2 separate regions of the Zea mays genome follow, and region 1 is linked to region 2. Evidence: chromatin contacts called from public Hi-C data. All regions are on one chromosome and are shown on one strand. Each heading gives the region's core, a stretch centred on a gene start, on an enhancer-like site or on the middle of the called end of the contact. The rest is flanking DNA. Distances are from core to core; before and after follow the strand shown.

Region 1 (5,033 bases), core at 953-3,452, 170 kb after region 2:
TACGTGCCCATGATACTTAAAAAAGATTTTAACACTACAGGAACGAGATTGTTCCCACGTTCACAGGAACGTGGACAAGTTCCACGTTACCGGTTTCTAAGCCCCGAACTTATGTGTGATGTGATCTAGGTCTCTAAGTTTGCCTTGGGTGCAAGCATTGGTCCCAACAGGCTCTGACCCACATGCGCCTGAGATGACAAGCTGACTGGGTTTTGATATGGACCCGACACCAAGTGTCACCGTCACTCTTCTCTTTCTCAAAGCCTCTTCCTTCCCAAATCTGGTAAAGGTGCCCACCACAGCGGTCCACCCATGTGGCCAAGGCCAAGAGTGGAGGTGCTAATTTGGTGCCCAAGGGATGATTTAGTGGCCGAGGCCTATCGAGGCAACGGTGGACAAGGCAGCAAGGAAGCGGCAGAAGAAGACACAAGAGAGAGGGCCCGCTATGCACGGGGGCCTGCCATCGCCAGTACGCTGCTCAGCAAGATCGGGAGCTCAAGAGAGATCAAAGCCCATTTGGACCAATTCTAGCACCCGTGACAAGTTCAAGAACCCATATGACATTGTTGTACAAGTTTGGCGGTGTTTGGGATGGCTCCAGGTTCCAGCCCCAGTATGGAGTTGTAGTTTATAATATCAATTTAATTAGTTTTAAAAATATTTTTAATTTAAATAATAAACAAAATGGCTTATCTAAATGTCTTTTAAAGGCTTACAGCTCCAGCTCCACGATTTTCTGGAGCACCTAATGACCTGCTCCACCAACTCCACCAAATTTGTTGGAGCTGGAGCTATCCCAAACAAGGCATATCAAAATTTAAGAGTTGGAGACCAAATGACACCGGGCAAGTTCAAGGACCATTTGTGAAATTATATTTCACAAGTAAAATAGTGATTTTTCACCTAAACTAAACCCAGATTCACATATCCATGGAAAGTAGATAATGAACAGATCTACCAAAAGAACTACAGGTTGAGAGAGAGTCGAAGCAATGTAAGCCAGTTATTGTTAGTAGCAAAATAAACAGCAATGAACAGAACAACCTTTACTTTTTTAGAAAATAGGTTAGCCCGCTTTATTGATCATAAAACATTCACAAATGTTAATTTCCAAGCATAACAGCACGTCTGCCACAAAACAATGCCTAAAGGCCGATGCTGTCAATTATAACAGAAGACAAGTCAGAACAACTTTTATGCCAATCAACCTTAAGCTCCAAGGAATTGCAAACAGGATGCAACCACAAACATAAAGTTAACAACAAAAAAAAACATATAATTTCCTCACCCAGTAAAAAAGCACAAGTGCATGCTACACCTATGCAGCACTAACAAGCCACGGGTTGTGCTCAAAACTGAGAAACAATTGTCAGTGTCAGCAGATTGCATAGAAGGCCAAGAAAAGCAGCAGATGACCAGTCTGGAAGTACAAAAGCTTGTTGAAACCCACTGGATGGTAGTATCTTACCCGCAAACAAAGCGACTTAAGGCTGGATCTGAATCACTGGGATAGATTATGATGAGATCTAGTAATATTAGTGTTGGATCTGCCAAAAAAACAGCTTTACCATACACTGTTTTTTTCAGCCAGGAAGAGAAACAAAGTTCCCATACACTGTGTTTCTGTTGTGGTTTAATCAAGAAACAGGGGGTCCCTTAATCTTTTTTTTAGAAACGACTCAAAACTCTCTCATCCAGGAAGCAAGTCCACATATTAAAACCCCTACCATTTAATCTCGACTTAATCAGGTAAACCCAGTACCAGCAGTCCCTTAAGATCGTCCAAACAGAAAAATCATCCCTATGAAAAGGAGAAAATTATAATAAATTAAACTAAACAAGGAAGTTGAATCGAACCCCCATCTACCTAGCACAGACGACTGCACAAGTAACCTGAATCAAAAGAGAATTCATTTTTAAACGAGGTGCATTGCTATACCTTATACTCGTTCTTGGGGGTTCCATAACCCGAGAAGAACATCTGCGCTACAAGCACTTGGTTGGCGACGTCGCCTTTGCGCGCCTCCTTGTACGCGTCCTGGAACCAGCGCTGGACGCAGTCGCCGACCACCTCCGCCAGCGGCTTCCGCTCGCACTCCAGCCCGCCCACTTCATTGGCGCCCACCATCGTTTCGGTTCGTCTCCGGCGGCAAGGGCTTGGGGCCTTCCTCCCAGAGTGCCGCAGCCGGCAGCCGACGACGGGTTGGGGAAAAAAATAAAGGATAAGAAGCAACGAGGCGCGAGGCGTGAGGCGCGGAAAATACAAATAGGCGACGAGCCAGGGGCGTTCGTGTAAATTGCAGTGCGCTTGGCTTTGGTTTTCGCCCTTTCTTTACAAAGGCTATTCTCAGTCATGGTTTTATAGTTTTATGCACACTGTGACATACTTCCTCGGTTTCAAAATAATATTTGTTTTAGCACTTGATTTTTATATCTATATTCAAACAGATGATAATAAATATAGACATATATACAAAACACATACATTAAATATTATATGAATCAATTAATTCTTTAAAACGAATTTTAATTTACGGCAGAGGGAGTACCATTTTTTATAATATAGCATGTATTAAGAGGATTGGATTTCATTAGATAAAATTAGTTTTATGAGGATGAAACTATGCCAACTTGTTTTCAAGGTCTTAAAAATCGTGTGAAACCTCCATTAAAAATGATTTATTTCATCATCACATATTTTATTACTTTCTATTGGTCATTGAGTTGCATCATTTAATTGATATGTTAGTCTGTAAAATAGTGAAGTAATTTTGTATTAAGAGACATTGTTTTATTTTTAGTTTTTCAAATGATATGACAGTGTTGCAAAGAGTGCTACAAACTTATCATTGAAAATAGCTTAACTTGTTTGCGCTTTGCACGATGTGTTTACCTATTTAAAAGACTGTTTTTTAATACATAGGAGCAGCAAAATATATAGATACATATAAAGGTGATAGAATTATCTAAATAGACAATTAGCCACAGTAGTAGAACAATTCGGTCTACAAATGTAACACCATTAGCAATATAGACACATTCAAAGTTTTAGATCGATGATCTTAAGGATAACATAATCAAAGTAATAGTTCTGTTGTGTGTATTAAATGCATTTAAGGTTAATTTACTATTATCCATATCATGGATAGCAAATATGCATATTTAAAAGGCGGCAATGATGGTCTGCAGTAGGATCGATGCATAATTAATAGAAAATAATGGGGAGGGGGACATATCTTCTATGCATCACCTTCGTGGCAAGATGGTATGCAGTAGGATTTGTGTGATCGTGTGCAGTGCTACAACATTGCTTTTTGGCATCATCTGTTTCTGAGAATTTGACACGGTTGACTGATTTGCGACAAAGTTGTATGACACTGGTGTATTTTGAATTCCCACGTTTTTCCTTAACCATTTTAACATATGTATGTTTTGTGTACTTATTCATAATGTTGTGCAAAGGGAGCACTTTTATAATATTTTATTGTTTTCAGATCTTGACAACCTTTCTATTCTCAAAGTACTTTGGCCTCTCAGCCTTCTTTTGTAAGATATTACTGAGTCTTACATGCTTCCTTCTCCTATGATCAGGTATATTCTCGTTCTCTGTAATGGGATCATCATTTTAATGTTCCTTTTATGGATCATAGGTATCTTCTAAGCTTGGTATGTCAATTGATTTCTGCATAATTAAAAAATATTGAATGTTGACAAGTGCTACCTATAATTGAGTGAAGTATGAAACAACTGGAGAATAGATATAATAACTGAAAAATGAATATAGATTGCTTGATTGATGAACCAAAAAAGTTGGTTCATAATAGAAGGATGAATCAATTCAAGGTCACAATTATTTTAAATTGATTGAAAATACTACCTTCACTTTACAAATATTTATCCATATTCTCACCCAACTGAAACTTTCAGACCTCATGTTCCCAACATACTAGGAAAAATAAACCTTCCTACATAGCCACAGGACTTGTTCTGTTAAAGTCAACAAAAAGAGCAATGGTGATGTAAAAAATTCACAGTAAATCAATCACCGAATTTCATTGCTCTAATTCAATTAAGCATATAGCGATTAGTAAATTAAATCAACTATGAATGATGGTTCTAAAATGTAAAGAAAGTCATTCATACATAGTTTGACGGGAACAGATATATTATCGTTGGATTCCACCCCATCACACCAAAGTAACGTGATTTTCTAAGGTTTAATTCTCCATCAAATAATCAACGAAACCTCAAAACATTTGGGGGAGGATCAACCTCGATGGCATAGGAGAGTAGCATAAGCGTGATGTCCCCGGCGTCGGGGCGCGAGAGCAGCATAAGCCCTTGTAGCTCGTCGAACACCCACACGATGTTGGGCACTTAAAGCGATGTCACAGTTGATGGCTGTCAGGACCGTTGGCCGCCGCTCGAGTTTCTTGCTCCTAGTCCACAGAGGTTGCTTCGCCCTCGATGTCTACCTGTGGTGGCATCCGCGCGTAGTTGTGGTGACCAAGGATTATGGAGAGGCTACACTAGCGTAAAACAAAATTTTTGACTCCATAAAACTAGTAACTGATGCGGTTATAGATCATGAAATTATCATTAGATACGTAGGGCAGTGAAATACATTTCGATGTAGACGAACGCGTCGAGTAGTACTATGCAGTCACCAGCGACCTTCACGTCCTCGCGGGGTTCGTCCTAGTGCTACAGATGCAGCACCTCTAAGGTATCCACACGTATAGGAAGGAAGCATCGTGTTCCGAACTGCTAGGTTCACGACGGTGGCTAGACGAGGGCGAGGGGCAGAGGGCTGCTCGTTTACTAGTGGTGAATTAGGGTTCTCTTAACCGCGCACTTGTCCCTCATTATATAGGCGTTCTGTTGGGCTTCTAACTTCGAGGCCCATTAGTAACCCTAAAGTCCTGCCTAATTTTGGATCTAATCCGAGTTAGGCTTCTTTCCCCTTAAGTGTGTGACCCTATAGGTTCACGTACATATAGACATGACCCAAGTACTCTTACTTGACCCAATAT
Region 2 (5,424 bases), core at 1,626-4,125:
ACCTCAGGTTTGAGACCGGTCTCCTTAAATTCAATGACCAATTTGACAGCATTCCGATAGTCTCCATCCATCTGTCAGGAAAAAAAGCAACACAAAAAAAAAATTATAACTTGATTTTTCTTTAAAAAAAGTGTCATATGATAATATTGGATGGCTTTTATAAGCAGATAAATTATATTGAATACTTGATCTAATAGGTGTTTAGATAGAACAGATGGTAGATTATGGCATTACACATCATCCTTTATAACCTTAAGCATCATCTATGTCCTGAAGTTTGATTGGTATAATCTGGATATCATGAATCCATATTATGATTGTTATACTATGAATTGCCTAGATAGAACATTTTGATTCTCATATAACTAATGACATCTGTTTATGTTATCCAATGTACAGACTCTAATTGCAGTTCATACTCTAATATCAAAATGAAGCATTGGAATACCATGTCTTCTTTCTATAAGTTGAGTAAAACCAAGGACTGTTAAACACAAAGAAAAGTCTGTTGGAAAGTGCAGAACAGACAGACTTCCTTTCGGAAGACGAAGGGACGAGTGACTGCTGCATTTCTTATTTTCTACTCATGGATAACTACCATGGATTTCTTTCAGATTTATTGGTGCTTCGTACAGAAGGATATGCTCTGAGTATTTGGCTATAGTTTGGCACAACTCTTTCTCCTCTACCATGAAATATGGCGCATATTCACACCCAAAGAACAATGAAAAACTGAAGTTGGGCAATTCTTTTGCCAAATGATCTCTGATATTAAAAGCAAGCCCACAATAACTACCCAAATTTTATATCCATTCAAGGGTGCTTATAGTACAGACCCTATGACAAGATTGACCCTAGAAATACCTGATCATGATTCATGCACAAATTTAACCTAATAATTACCCTAGTATTGGGTATGCCAAATATGACAACCAATGTGTTCCCTGCATGCCACAGATAAACAGGGAGAAGGATTTGGCAATTAGCAAAACTGTCAGCTCTCCTACGGCACAGTCGATGGAGGAACGGGTGGCAAGCGCGGGAATACCATCGTTGTCAGGCCGGCGCCAGATGAAACCGAACATGCGCTATTCGGGCCCTGAGTGGCAGTAGGTGGTGGCCCAAGAGGCCTTATCAGATATATGTGTAACCAGAGAGAGGGAGATGGACATGAACATTTCTGTAATTCTGAACTAAGAACTAATATATCTCTGACTCTATCCCACTCTATCCTTGCTTCTTCTCCATGGGACCGCACAGCGTTGAGAGGCTGCTAACAAAAACATTGCCCCAGAATTATCTGGTCATGAACAAGTTAAATGGAACAAATACCCTAGTCCTTGGTACACCAAATATAGACCAACTAGTGCACTTGATGTCATAGATAAACACAGGGAGGGCTTGGCCTATAGCAAATATAGACCAACTAGAAGCATTTAGCAATAAAATGGAAGGAATCCTTAGAATTTTGCCAAATGACATAGGGGCAAAGTAAACAATTGATAAATGAATGAGGCATGGGCGCATAATTGCTAGATAATTAATTCATTGTTTATACTTGATAGGATGATACACATGTTGATTTTTTAATTTTAATACAGCTAATAGAGATATATAAAACTAAGTTACATATAAATAAACAATTACATATGTGAAACGTGCTGACTACATTATAGCAGCACCCATGTGCTGGCAACTACCATGAAAGAGTCAATTAGGAACACATGATATCTTAAAAAGATTTAATAGGGTTCAACCACCAATATGAGTAGTCTGCTGCAAACAAAGATCACTTTAAACTTTGAAGTGCCACATACACATGCCTTAATTTATAAAGGGTGAGACCGTGAGAGACAAAGCTTGTCATATACTAACACCTCAATACAGCTGGTGGTCTGGCAACAACTTACTCGAAGGTACCATCACATACACGACAAGTTTAGAAATCAGAACTACAGGGCAACAAGCAGAAATCAAGTTGAACATTAGCACATCAGAATCACAAGAACTTTTTAATAAAACGACCCAATAGTAGTCATTTTGCAGTAGCAAGAAGTAAATCAGGACCAGTAATCGCACAAAGTTAATGGTTGAGACAAAACAATGGAAAAATCAAATTAAAACGGGTAAGAACTGCAGGAAATGTGAAATGGGGCCTCTTTACCATCATCTTCCAGGCGAGGTAGCCAACGGGCCCTCCCCGCTCACCATCGCCACTGGCAGAGCTGTGCTCCCCTCCCGCGCCGGCTCCGAGTCCCCCTCTCCTGAGCACGTCTCTGACAAACTCGACAGCTAGCTCCTTCTCCCCGCGGTCCCAGTAGAGCGCGACGGCCTTCTCCACGAGGCTGAACCCGGGCCGCAGCCCGACGCAGTCCATCTCCCCGAGCAGCGCAGCAACGTCGGCGACGTCCCCGCCGGCCCCCACGAGGCGCTCGATCCAGCCGCAGGCGATGGCGGCCATGAGCTCCATGGTCTCCCCGTCGACGCGGTTGGCGCGCCGGAGCCAGTCAAAGACCTCGAGCGCGCAGTAGGTGTCGCGCCCCTCCTGCGCGAAGTAGACGAGCACCAGCTGCAGCTCCCGCGGGGACAGCGCCGCGAGCGGAGCCTCGTCGGCTGCGACGGATGCTGGCTCGCGCTCCAGGTGTTCGATGGCTGCAGCGAGGAGACCGTCGGGCGCGGGCATGGTGGCGGGGGAGAGGGACGGCGCCACGGCATGGTCGAGGCGTAGGGAGCGCGGGGGCGGCGGGGGGCGGGGGGAGACAGACGACGCGGGGAATCGCCGGGAAGAGGAGCGAGTGGATTGGGGAAAGGTGCCGACGGCCGCCGCCGCAGCAGCGGTGGTGGCGTGGGAAGAGAGCGCCATGAGTAAGGGATGGGGAAGGACTAGGGTTGAGAGGAGGGCATGGGATGGGAGTGAGGCGGAGGATTTTGAGGCTTCAGTATGGATGTGTGGGGAGGAGAAGGGGCGACGTGGCCCAAGCCAAGGAAGGGAGGGCTGAATGCCGACGGCGACTGGGGCGGGGGAGAGGAAGGGCAGATGAGTGTCCTGGCCTCCGGGGATAGCCACGTGCAGTACCACCCAGTACCTCACTGAATTCGGATGGGTCTGTAGACGGAATGGATGTTTGGGTTTCTCTAAAATTCCGGGTTTGGTTGCACGTCTAAACTGCTATGTTAAAGCTTAGCATATTGCCATATCTGCGGTCTGTCTAAGGTCATGTTTGGTTTCAATTAATCCTAAGACTAAACTTTAGTCTCTATTTGTTTGGTTCTAGAACTAATTAGATTCTAAACACTACAAAAAGGCTAAAATACCCTTGCCTGTAACACAAAGCCACCTGCTATCTGCGCTATTCAAGCCACCTGCTATCTACTGCATGCATACACGCCTGGTGCAAATACTGAAATCGCCTCTGCGCTATTCAAGCCACCTGCTATACACGTCTGGTGCAGATACAGATACACAAAGCAATATACACTACAGTAACCATTTCGATCTTCTTTAATATTTCGATCATGAAAGCACAAAGCAATATTTATTACAGTGAACATTACAGTAAACATTTCAATCATGAAAGTACAAAGCAATATTTATTACAGTGAACAATACAGTAAACATTTCGATCACGAAAGCACAGACAAAGCACAAAGCACAAGAAGCAGTGCATTTCTGTAATATTTATTACACACAAAAACATTACAGTTTGTTGAACAAGCCATCTGCTATCCAATCACGAAATTGATTCATATTCCGATCTTCTTCACCTTGTACTGAACCTGCTACTTGTTCTTGTTCTTGTGTACTCGACTCACCAACTTCAGGCACATAATTTTCATCATGGTCACACAACTCAAAATCCTTATCTCCCAAAAAACTCTCCCTAATGAAATTGTGAAGTGCCATACACCCCATAATTATTCTACTTTGTTTTGCCATAGGATATCTAGGGAGATCTAATAGAGTCCTCCATTTCATTTTCAAGACACCAAATGACCTTTCAATTACATTTCTAAGTGAAGAATGTGCATAATTAAAAGTTTCTTTTCTACCTCTTGGCATTGGACCTTGACGAAATTCAGGAAGATGGTATTTTGTACCTTTGTATGGAGCAAGATAGCCAATACGATTTGGATACCCCGAGTCCACAAGATAGAATTTCCCTTCTGGAGGATGTGGAAACCTATCTCCATATTTTCCAATTGCATCTTTGAAAACTCTCATGTCATGAACTGATCCTGGCCATCCAGCCACAACAAAAGTAAACCTCATATCAAAATCACAAACGACCATGACATTCTGTGAAGTGTACCCATGTCTTCCAGTATGTTGAACTACTTTGGTAGTAGGAACCACAACTGGGATATGTGTGCCATCAATGGCTCCAATGCAATTGTCAAAGAAAGGGCTAAATCTAGGTGACTGCAACCTTGGATGAACACATGTAAACTCAGGATCTACTGGCCTAATGATGTCTGCTGCCAGTTTGTTTACACTATTTAAAACTTTGTCAAATTTTCTACTACATGTTTCTAGTGACCTACAAAAACGATCTTCTGCCTGCCGAAATGACTAAGGAGCACCGCAGATCCATAAAAATAGACCCAATGCCTCTAATGATGACATTCGTCTAGTGCTTGTCAGCCCATAACATTCAACAAGCACACTATGCAATTTATCGAACACATTCCTGCTCATCCTAAACATGTTATAGCAACTAGTTCTATTACCTAGTGTTTGCATTACCCAAGCATAGCCAGATTGAGCTGGAATTCTATAAGAGCCTTTGTTCATGTAAGTCTCATAGTGAAACATACCAATAACAGCTGCTGCACATGCTATGTACCTTCTCCTCTTATTTCTCATTCTTAGAAGCATGGCTGCTTGTTGCACCAGACCAGTTCCTGCAACCTTCAGTGACAGAGACACCGAATAAGTTTATAACCATCACAAATATTATAAGAGAAAAATATACTTCACAGAAACAAGTGAATAAGTGAATAACACCAATTCTTGTTAATTCTACTAGCATCAGCACAATAACAATGCAGACATATTATGTAAATAGTTTGGCATAAAACTGAAGCAGTAACAACACAGACTCTCAAATGACATAAGTCCACACAACAGACTAAAAGACTCTTAAATGACATAAGTCCACACAATAGACTAAAAGACTCTCAAATGACATAATCTCCTAGTCAACCATAGTACTCCCTGCACCATCTCTGCAGCCACTTGAGCGGTTGAACCTTTGGTCTGTTGTATCAAATCGGTTGAAGATAGCTCTGTTGTAGTCATCCCTAAACAACTTGGTGGCCACAAAGTATTCATCTGATGCTTTATCAGCTCCACTTGCTTCTGCCAAGTTCAAACAACTTTCAATTTCTTCTATGGGTAGTGTACTTCTATTTTGTTGGGTATTT

What was found. A called contact is a pair of places that touch in the nucleus more often than the background predicts.
Region 1: a Hi-C map of leaf shows a contact between it and region 2, with 5 times the contacts expected there. The contact joins the promoter of LOC100276657 here to the promoter of LOC100501779 in region 2. A contact is called at or near these places in 6 of 25 Hi-C or Micro-C datasets (bundle sheath, ear, leaf and 1 more).

The regions. Positions count from the first base shown.
Region 1 is chr6:152,637,541-152,642,573 of Zm-B73-REFERENCE-NAM-5.0, forward strand. LOC100276657 reads right to left here and starts at 2,203. Exons shown (of 3, transcript NM_001349453.1): 1 at 1,940-2,203. The coding sequence starts at 2,128.
Region 2 is chr6:152,467,081-152,472,504 of Zm-B73-REFERENCE-NAM-5.0, forward strand. LOC100501779 (Pentatricopeptide repeat-containing protein chloroplastic) reads right to left here and starts at 2,876. Exons shown (of 2, transcript NM_001196439.1): 1 at 2,165-2,876; 2 at 1-71. The coding sequence starts at 2,863.